Linked DNA regions of Sus scrofa: all the other regions are linked to region 3. The links are chromatin contacts, called in public Hi-C and HiChIP or PLAC-seq maps. All regions are on one chromosome and are shown on one strand. The core of a region is the stretch at or near the end of the contact, and the rest is flanking DNA. Distances in the headings are between cores, read along the strand shown. Region 1 holds the start of LIMK2 (LIM domain kinase 2). Region 2 holds the start of PATZ1 (POZ-, AT hook-, and zinc finger-containing protein 1). Region 3 holds the start of DEPDC5 (DEP domain-containing protein 5).

The links. Hi-C and Micro-C count contacts between places; a contact is called where the count stands out from the background. HiChIP or PLAC-seq counts read pairs in DNA pulled down with a chosen protein or histone mark.
Region 1: a Hi-C map of liver shows a contact between it and region 3, with 4 times the contacts expected there. The contact joins the promoter of LIMK2 here to the promoter of DEPDC5 in region 3. A contact is called at or near these places in 1 of 47 Hi-C or Micro-C datasets (liver) and 1 of 2 datasets of contacts at active chromatin or transcription factors (alveolar macrophages).
Region 2: a contact with region 3 is called in an H3K27ac HiChIP or PLAC-seq map of skeletal muscle, with 2.1 times the contacts expected there. The contact joins the promoter of PATZ1 here to the promoter of DEPDC5 in region 3. A contact is called at or near these places in 1 of 5 promoter capture datasets (liver) and 1 of 2 datasets of contacts at active chromatin or transcription factors (skeletal muscle).

Annotation. Positions count from the first base shown.
Region 1 is chr14:47,982,394-47,985,566 of Sscrofa11.1, forward strand. It overlaps LIMK2 (LIM domain kinase 2), which reads left to right and starts at 1,591. Exons shown (of 16, transcript XM_005670864.3): 1 at 1,591-1,776. The coding sequence starts at 1,761.
Region 2 is chr14:48,091,788-48,094,669 of Sscrofa11.1, forward strand. It overlaps PATZ1 (POZ-, AT hook-, and zinc finger-containing protein 1), which reads right to left and starts at 1,598. Exons shown (of 6, transcript XM_021073093.1): 1 at 1,124-1,598; 2 at 110-1,121. The coding sequence starts at 1,379.
Region 3 is chr14:48,420,169-48,423,222 of Sscrofa11.1, forward strand. DEPDC5 (DEP domain-containing protein 5) reads left to right here and starts at 1,620. Exons shown (of 42, transcript XM_013983091.2): 1 at 1,620-1,750; 2 at 2,606-2,729. The coding sequence starts at 2,672.

The sequences.
Region 1 (3,173 bases), core at 341-2,840, 440 kb before region 3:
ATTTCTACAAAGTGCTCTTCTCTTCCTTAACATATCAACTTGCCTTCTCAGAGTTACCTGAACTTCCCTGGGGTGGGGATAGGGGAACTTGAGAGAATTGTTTATCTCTCCAGTCCCTGCTAGTGAAGACTGTGAGGCTGGAGGTGTGAAAACAATGGAACAAGACAGAGTGAAGAGGGAGAAGAGACAGATTTGGGTGCTTTGCTGAGGGACAGAGGAAGAAGGAAGACTCCCAGGGGTCTTGGTTCCAAAGCTGCCAAGGGCTTAGGTAGGGAACATACACTATAACCTCTTTCCATGTGCAGGGCAAATAAATACTGCTCCTTTTTGCTAGCCATGAGGTGGCTTGTCAGGAGAGTCCTCTGGATCCCCGTCACTTTAATTCAATACATAGTCTCATCATTACTGTAGTCAGAGCAGAAATTTCCTCAGAAACTAAAGCCAACTGCTGAAGAGGATTCCTAGGACCTAAGGAAAGCCAGGTACATCACCTCCACCACCCCTCAGCACTTTCCTCACACTCAGGACCTCAGGAGCTACCTACTACACCCAGAGGAGAAAAATCTGACCTGCATCTAGTTTGGACTACAGGATCAGGGCAGGAAGGGAGAATTATGCTCACCTTTGCTTACTCGAGTGCTGGTTGAATTTTGTCCTTGGTAGGAGTGTCATCCATTTCCTCAGGCCCCATCCCTGTCCCTTCCTGGTCATTTGTATGTTTTTCTCATGACCTAAATCTGATCTAAAGAAATGGCAGTTTCCAAAGACCCAGCACAGGAGAATCTGATGGGAGGGACCAGCTGATATGACAGACCCTTCGTCACACAGAGGACCTCAGTCCCCACCCAAACCCAGTGAGGGAAGTGGTTCTCAAAGCCCCTCAGCCAGCTAACAGCTGCCAGAGACCAGTCTGCTGTCCCAAGGCCTAGTCTAGTGCTCTCTTCTTTATAGTCCAAAGGGCAAATCCAGTTCACAGGTATATTTCCTTTGACCTACATGGCATTTTTAGAATTTGAATGTTAGCAACATTAAAAAAAAAGGGGGGGGGAATTGCACCTAAATACCTGGATTTTTGACTTGTCTTGAAAAATTGGAAGACCTGGTGTTCTGGGCTCATTTGTATAACCTACTTGACCGCTGAGTGTCAGCTTGCTCCTAGTGGCACAAACAAGTGGCTTCTCTGAGCTGGAAGCTTCTAAGAAAAGCCCACCCCCAACCCCCCAAAGGTATTTGTGGGGTAAACCTGGTTTCACCATGTTCATATTTTTGATGCCAAATACTCTACTGGAGAGAGCTTTCGACTGGGAGTGAAGAGCCTGCCTTCCCAGCCCAGCCCAGCCCCCAATGAGCTAAGCCATTCTGAGCTAGTCAAAACTTGTCCCCTCTGGTCCTCAGCCGTCCTCATCTGTAAAATGGGCTGAGGGTCCTCTGTGTTGAGATCTCCACCCTGCGCAGCGTCTGCGCAGCCTCGTCAGCTCAGGCACCAACCGAGGACGCCGTTCGCGCTAGGGGGCACCAGAGCCGCCAAAGAGTCCGACCGGTGGGCGGGCCAGGGTCCCGGGGCGGGGCCTTGCGTCTGTTGGGCGGGGCGTCGGCGGGCGGGGCCCCGGTGCCAGGTGCGGTTTGGTCCTCCCCGGGCGCCGTAGGCGGCGCATCCCTCGCGCCCGGGGCTGAGATCCTCCCGCGCCTGAGGCAGCGGTGGCAGCTGAGCGGAGCTGCAGTGGCCCCAGCCTCCTCCCCATTTCCGCGCCTCCGGGACCATGGCGGCGCAGGCGGGTAAGGAAGGGCCAAGCAGTCCTGTCCCGGGCCCGGGGCGCCTGAGGGGAGCTGGCGGCCCCTCGGGGGTTTCGGGCTGAGTGGACCCGGGGCGGGGGTGGCCCCGGCTCCTTAAAGGAAGAATTTGGGAGTGGTGAGCACCGCGCTTCCCGAAGACTGGGAAGTTGTGGAGGGAGGGCGGGGCGGCTTGGGCGACTTCCCGTGAGTTGAGGTCCCTGGGAGGAAGGGATGCTGGCGGCATCTTTTTTTGTGGACTTGGCGACCGAAAGTCTTCAAAACTCTTTCTAAAGAAGCTGAAGGATCCGGATTCCCTAGAGGGTTTGGGGAGTGTGAGGAGCACGGGGTCCTCAAAGTTGGGAGCACTTCTGAGAGGATGGAGCGTATACCTCGGGTTCTGGATTTTCTGTGGAAAATTGAGGAGTTTGACTCCCGTCACGGGATCCGAGGCTTCTGGCGGGTGTCTCGGTGCCTGCGGCCCCCTGGGTCTTGGGTTCTCTGCGAGAAAAGGGCAGTGTGGGCTCCCTTGGGTTTTGGGACACGACCTGGGGGGAGAGAGAAAGTGGAGCATTATTCCTGGGGAAGGTAGGCTCCCCAGGGGCTCGGGCCCTCTTGGTCCCTCTGACACAGGAGAGGAATGTGGCCAAACACCTCCTGGAAAGAAGAGCTTATGAGGGTGAAGGGTAGCTTCAGTGTTAGGTTGGCTGTGCCTGCGGTCCCCTCCCAGTCACTCACACCACCCTGCAGCTTCCTGCCCTCCTGGCCTGTCTCCCTGCACCAGGGACTTTCTGTTTCCCAGCCACCTGTGTGGGTGGCCTAGCCTTTAGGTCGACCAGGGTCAGCGTCCAGAAGCTTTCTAGAGCTGGCAGGAGGGAATAGTGGAGGAGGGAGGCTGTCCTGGAAATCTGCCCCCGCTTCCTGGCTTTCAGCCTGTGGACAGTCACTTCCTCCATCCTGAATACAAGGACCAGGCCACCAGTGGGTCACTTCCTCACCATGGGAGTATGGGATTTTCTCCTCATTCTTGATAATAGGCTTCTGGAGAAGGAGGGCTAGGGGTAGGAATACTCCCTGTCCCTTCCTCTTTGTTTTTCTGTTTTTGTTTTTGTTTTTTAGCTTCCAGAGTTCTTTAGCTCAAGTGATCTCCATTGGTTTTTTCCTAACCTCTGTAGCATAGGTTTCCTGTTCTGAACCTTGAATCTCAGAAACTTGTGAAAGATCTTAGAGTGCAGTAGTGTTTATTAGTTTTTCTCTGAGTGATTCATAAAGCTGTCTAGAGGCATTACTGTTTGTAGATGCATTAGTCTGTACATTCTTTTTTTTTTTAGGGCCACACCTGAAGCATGTGGGAGTTCCCAGCCTAGGGGTTGAATTGGAGCCGCAGCTGCCAGCCTATGCCA
Region 2 (2,882 bases), core at 348-2,847, 330 kb before region 3:
CCTACAAGGTCAAGTGACCCCCACAAGTCTCACAACCCCAGATCCTGACAAGGAGCTGTTCCGTGAGCCAGGAACAGGACCAGTCCTAGAGGGGGGCACCATTCCTCACCTGGAGAAGCCTTTCCCACAGCTCTGGCAGATGTAGGGCTTGCCCACGGACCCATCGTGGGACCGCACATGGTAGGACATGCGATCTTTTCTCTTGAACCTCAGCCCACACACGGGGCAGGAATAGGGCTTCTCCCCCGAGTGGGAAAGCTTGTGCCGATTGAGATGGTACACGTCTCGGAAGATCTTGCCGCAGATCTCACAGGCCACCTGCTTCCTGGTCCGGCTCCTCTTTCGGGGGCCGTCGGGGTCCTCTGAGATGGGTAGCCCATTCTCGCCCAGCCTTGGAGGAGGAAGGTCGATGTAGCCCAGCTGGAGGCTGGTGACACCATGCTGGGCCTCGTGCTGCCGGAGCCGATTGGCATCAGTGAACACCTTCCCACACAGGCCACAGGGAAGGATGCCTGCTTCCCTCAGGCCCCCTGGGGACCCGAACATTGAGTCCAGAAGGTTGGCCTTCCTTGGGCGGCCCCGGCCTCGCTTGCCAGTCAGGGGAGGGGCACTGGATGCCACATTGGGGAACGGGGAAGTCAGCAGTTGGGGAGACAAGGGTCCAGCCACCATGGGCAAGCGGTCCACACCAGGTAACACAGGCAGGGAGGCTTGGCTCGCAATGGCTGCACCAGCTGCCCTAGCCGCCTCCTCCTCGGGCTGCATGCTGCCTGCGATGCCATTGCTGTTGGCTGCCAAGGCTGCTCCATTGGTCATGTCCAAAGGGAAGCCTAAGTCCGAGGTCCCAGGGGGACGAAAGAGCATGATGTCGGCCCGGGCAGGGGGCACCAGGATCTGCACATTGGACTGTTTGATGACTTCCTGGCAAATCTCAATGACGGACCTCATCAGCAGAAACTTGGCAGCCGTCATAAGCTCGGGGAAGCTCTCCAGGCGAACCACAATGCGGGAAGTGTAGGCGAAGTCCAGGATGTCCCCGAACACCTTGGAGCTGATGGTGTGCATCTCTAGCTCCCGGCTGCCCCCAGCCCCACCGCCTGGGGCCGCCGCTGCGCCCCCACGTCAGCGGGACCCCCCTCCGCAGTTCCGCCGTCGCCCAACTGGGCACTGAACACCGACTCAAAGTACTCGCTGCAGGCGGCCAGCACCGCGCGGTGCGCTGGGAAGCTCTCATCGCCCACCCGCAGAAGCACGTCGCAGAAGCGCCCGCCGTTTTTGCGCTGCTGGTTCAGGTTGTGCAGCATCTCCGTGCTGTGTCTGCTCACCTGGTAGGTGTAGCAGCCCGACGGGCCGCAAGAAGCGTCGTTCACCCGCTCCATGGCCGCCACCCCCTCCCCACAAACCGGGCCGCGGCACTTGCCCGCCCCACTCCCTTCCCCTAGGCAGCGAGAAGCAGAGCGCAGCGAACGTGTCTACACTCCCCACACGTGCCGGCCCCGGGCTCTGTAGTCTCGCAGGTGCGCCGAGCGCACACGCCCCCTGCCCGGATCGGACTGTCTAGACTGCAGAGCGCACCACCTCCCACATAGCTGCCCCCACCCCTGCTGAATCCTGCACTCCTCTCTCCTCTCCACCGGCCCGCCTCCCCTTCTCGGTCTACCTCTCGGGGGGTGCGCGAGCAAAGAGGTGCGCCCCTCCCGCAAACGCTCCTGCCACCTCCCCTCCCGCCCGCCAGGCGGCGCCGGCGCGCAGCCAAGAGGGGCGCGCGCGCACGGGGAGGAGGAGGGGTCTGTCACGCAGGCGCGTGCGCGCGCCGCGGCTTTTCCCGGGCCCGCTGGGGGCGCGCGCTGCGTCCCCTGCAAAGCGCGAGCCGGGGCGGGGGCGCCGGAGCGGAGGAAACAAAAGGCTAAGGCGGCGGCGGCGGTGGGGCGCGCACCGGGGCGGCAGCGCAGGCCGGGTCCCGGAGGCTGGCGGGCGATGTCCGCAGCGAAGGCTGGAGCGGGCGGGCGGCGGTAACGGCTGCAGGGCTGGCCCTTTCCTGGGCCGGGCGAAGGCGGCGGCGGAGCGGCGGCGCTGCGGCCCCGGGCTCCGTGTGTTCGGAGCGGAGGAAAGATGGCAGCGGCTGCACTTCCTCTTGCACTTTCACCCCTGGGGGGAGGAGAAGGAGGGGGCGATACCAACAACACCCCCCCCCTCGCTTGCAGAAAAAAAAAAGAAACGGCGAGCTCGGCGTGGGGGGCCCCCTGCGCCCCTGGCCCTGCACGTGCGCACCCGGATTCCTGGCCCGGACCGCCCCGCGCTGCAAACTTTCCACTTTCTTTGTGCGGAGCGCCCCCCCCTCACCCAGCCGAGGATGCACGTCCCCCCTTCCCTATTTATACACACCCCCCCGCAGCTCCGCTCCCCCCGCTTCCTGCCCCCCCTCCCCAGTCCCCTGCTCCGCCAATGCTAGCGCAGGCTGAGCCCCCGTCCGGCCCCCGCCTTCCCACCCCGCCCGCAGGGCCGGGGGCTGCAGTCTCAGCCCCCCCGGACCAATGCAAACGAAGCGCCAAGCCAGCAAACCAGCTCCCGCTGCCCCTCCCTCCCGGCCAACAGTGGCGGCTAGTGACGGGGCGGGGGAAAGGGGGAGATCAAGGGGGTACAGATCTGAGCCCCCCCCAGCCTGCGATGCGCACCCGTAAGTCGAGCGGGCGTCGGCTAACCTTAAGAGCTCCCTTTCGATGCACGAAATCCCTAGAAGTCGCCTGCGACCGCCTCCCCGCTCCCAACCCCAGAGAGGGCCCGGGGTCCTGACTGGGGGCAGGCCGAACCTCTGGAGCTGCTTCTGCACCCCGCACGCTGACTGAACCAAAGGGGCTGCGCGCCCGGCATAGCTGGGGATA
Region 3 (3,054 bases), core at 370-2,869:
AAATTTAAGGAAAAAAGAAATATCTTGTGCAAAGCCACGCAGCTAAAAACAAATAATCCCATAAGTTATTGCAGAATAAAGGCCACTGGATCCCTAGTCTGGGTAGCTATCCCTTCCAGCCATCACTAACTTTGACCAGCTTTAGACAATTTTTTAAAATCTCAGTACTTGTCAGGACTCCCGTCATGGTTCAGTGGTTAACAAACACGACTAGAATCTGTGAGGACACAGGTTCAATCCCTGGCCTTGCTCAGTGGGTTAAAGATCTGGCGTTGCTGTGAACTGTGGTGTAGGTCACGGACGCAGCTCAGATCCTGAGTTGCTGTGGCTCTGGCAAAGGCCAGCGGCTACAGCTCCGATTGAACCCCTAGCCTAGGAACCTCCATATGCCATGGCCTTAAAAAGACCAAAAAACCCCAAGAAAACCTTGTTAAGGTTTTTTGTTTTGTTTTGTTTTGACAAATTTTTGCCAAAACTGAAATATTTGTTAACTATGAACATCCTTCAGGAGAAGGAATCAGATTCCCCTAAGGGCCAGGGACAGAGTCCCATTAACTCTGTGTGGGATGGAAGGAGTGCCCAACAGCCTCAGAGAAGACAGCCTGGGGGATCTGGGTGAACTAGCAACATAAAAATGTCTTTTATACTTAACATTTTATCCCTGAAAACTTTTGCAACTGTTGCAGTCTACCTGATTACATGTTTTCTTTACTATTAAAAAAATACAATTATTTAAGAGTTATTTAACTTCTGAATCCTAAAGTAAAATCACAGGTGGGTCTTGCTACAGGGGCCCCCTTCACCCACTCAGCAGTCTCTCTGTGGTATGCGATGCTTTTTTTTTCTTTCAACATTCAGAGAATTTCTGAAAACTGTAGGTCAGTTAGTTGGAGCTCGCAACTTGCCAGGAGCCCTTGGCCAACTTCAGTCACTGCCCACACAGCTCTGATTTTTTCCTTGAGAAGAGAAAGATCTTCAGACTGAAAACGGTTTAGGATGAGCCCTGGAGTGAGATGGGAGGATGCTGGTTAAATGCTCAGCTTTCGGAGCCAAGTTGGACTGGAGTGTCAAGATCTGTCCTTGCTCCCTTCAGAGTTGTTTCGTGTCCTCTGCCAGTTCCCTGTCTGTGAATAAGAGTGTCTCTGCCACCTAAAAAGGATGTGACAATTACATAAGTATGTCTGTGAAAGCTATGGTAGCTATTATTAAGAACCAGACAGGCACGGAACGCCACTTGGGGTTTGGAAGGATTTGAAATAGTCCTCCCCAAAGTGGATACTTCCCAGCAGGGGCTATCGCACTAGGTCGCACGTGCTCAGCCCTTTCCATTTTACAAAAATTCTCCCAGAAACTATTTTGTGCCTCAGTAGCCCTGTGAGGCCAGGCGAAGGTCCATAACTTCGTTTACAGATCCTGGGACACTCATTCGAGTTTGCCCTGTTGCGCAAATCACTAGGTCGAAAGCGAATCTCTTGGACTCGGATCTACTTCGGAACGTCTGGGAGGAAAAGCACTCCCCTTCCCCAGTCGGGAGCCATCAGACTCCCGAGTGGGAAACTACTACATGCAATCCGACCAAGAAGCTACACGCGCAGCCCCGCCCCCGGCGCGAGCCCCGGATGGGGAAGTGGCTCGGACACCGAGACGAGGCGGAGGCCCGGCCAGAGCGGCCCGGGGGTAGGGGGGTGGGGGTGGGCGGGAAGGGGGCGGTACCCAGGGGCGGAGCCACCGGAGCAGCGCGGGTTCTCAGGTGAGCGCTTGGTGGCTGGGGAGGGCCGACCGGCTCCTGGAGCTAGGGCACCGGAGCTGCACCGGCACTGAGGGCGTAGGCGGGGCGTCCGGAGGACGCACAGGGGCCCCGGCCACGGTCGGGCTCTCGGAGTCCGGGCCTCCAGCGGGAAGTGGCTCCGGAGCTGCGGGTGAGTGGAGCTGGCCGCCGGGGCCCTGGTTTGAGGATCAGGAGGGAGGGGGCCGTGGCCCAGGTTCGAATCCTGGACCCATCCCCACCCCCAAACCGCTGTGTGACCTCAGGCAAGTCTTGTCAGTCTCTGAGCCGCGGTCGCATCAGCTAGGGAATGAGGGGGGTGCGAAGAGGAACCGATGAGTTTGTGCAGCTGGAGGTTTGGTGAAGGAACCCGTGCTTTCCTTCTATTTACATTCTCCTTGCCCAGGACATCAATGGCGAAACGTGAACAGTGGGAGCGCCTCTCAGTCTCAGGAACCTGAGCAAGTCTCTTGCGCTGGCCCTCACTCTCCTCGTCTACAGAATGAGTGTGCCTAACCTCTTAAGATCTTCTTAATATTTGGCGTTGTTGGTTTAGATAGAGGCAAGGCGGTGAGTGCCTCATTCACTCCAAGTTTTCCCTTTGGTGTGTGATAAAGTATCTTCGTGGAGGTTGGGCTGGACCCTGGCCCGAATTCCCTTTCGTTCTCAGATTCGTTGGTCTGTTTGTTCTCCATCCCTCCTGATAATTGGAGGAGTGATTTCATCCAGGGAGTTGGTGTCACCGCTCAAATGATCAGGGCTAGTATTTTCACTGATCTAAAATCAAAGAACCCTTGCAAGGAAAGATCTGACATTCCAGCCTTTTTGTTTGTGTTTCAGTGTCAGGGAGGCAAGATGATTTCGCTCCCCCAAGCTTGGAACAGCTGAAGGAAACAACAGTACAAGATGAGAACAACAAAGGTCTACAAACTCGTCATCCACAAGAAGGGCTTTGGGGGCAGTGGTCAGTATTGACTGGTCTTCGGAGGTTGTGTAATTTGGCTGAGGTACTAGTGTGTCTCTGGTGCCTTGAAATTTACACACTGACTCATGTGACAGTTGGGGCTAGGCAGGCAATTTAACAGAGTGAAGCAGCAAGTGTAATACCATAGCAAGGAGGGTAGCAGGACCAGGGAGAGCACAGGTTCCTTCTGCAAGCATTTTTATTTGCATTTTAAGGCACATTGTGAATATTGCCAGCTTACTACTCTTCATTTGTTTGGATATTTATTTATTTATATTTTTGCTTTTTTTTTTTAAGGGATGCTCCCACAGTATATGGAAGTTCC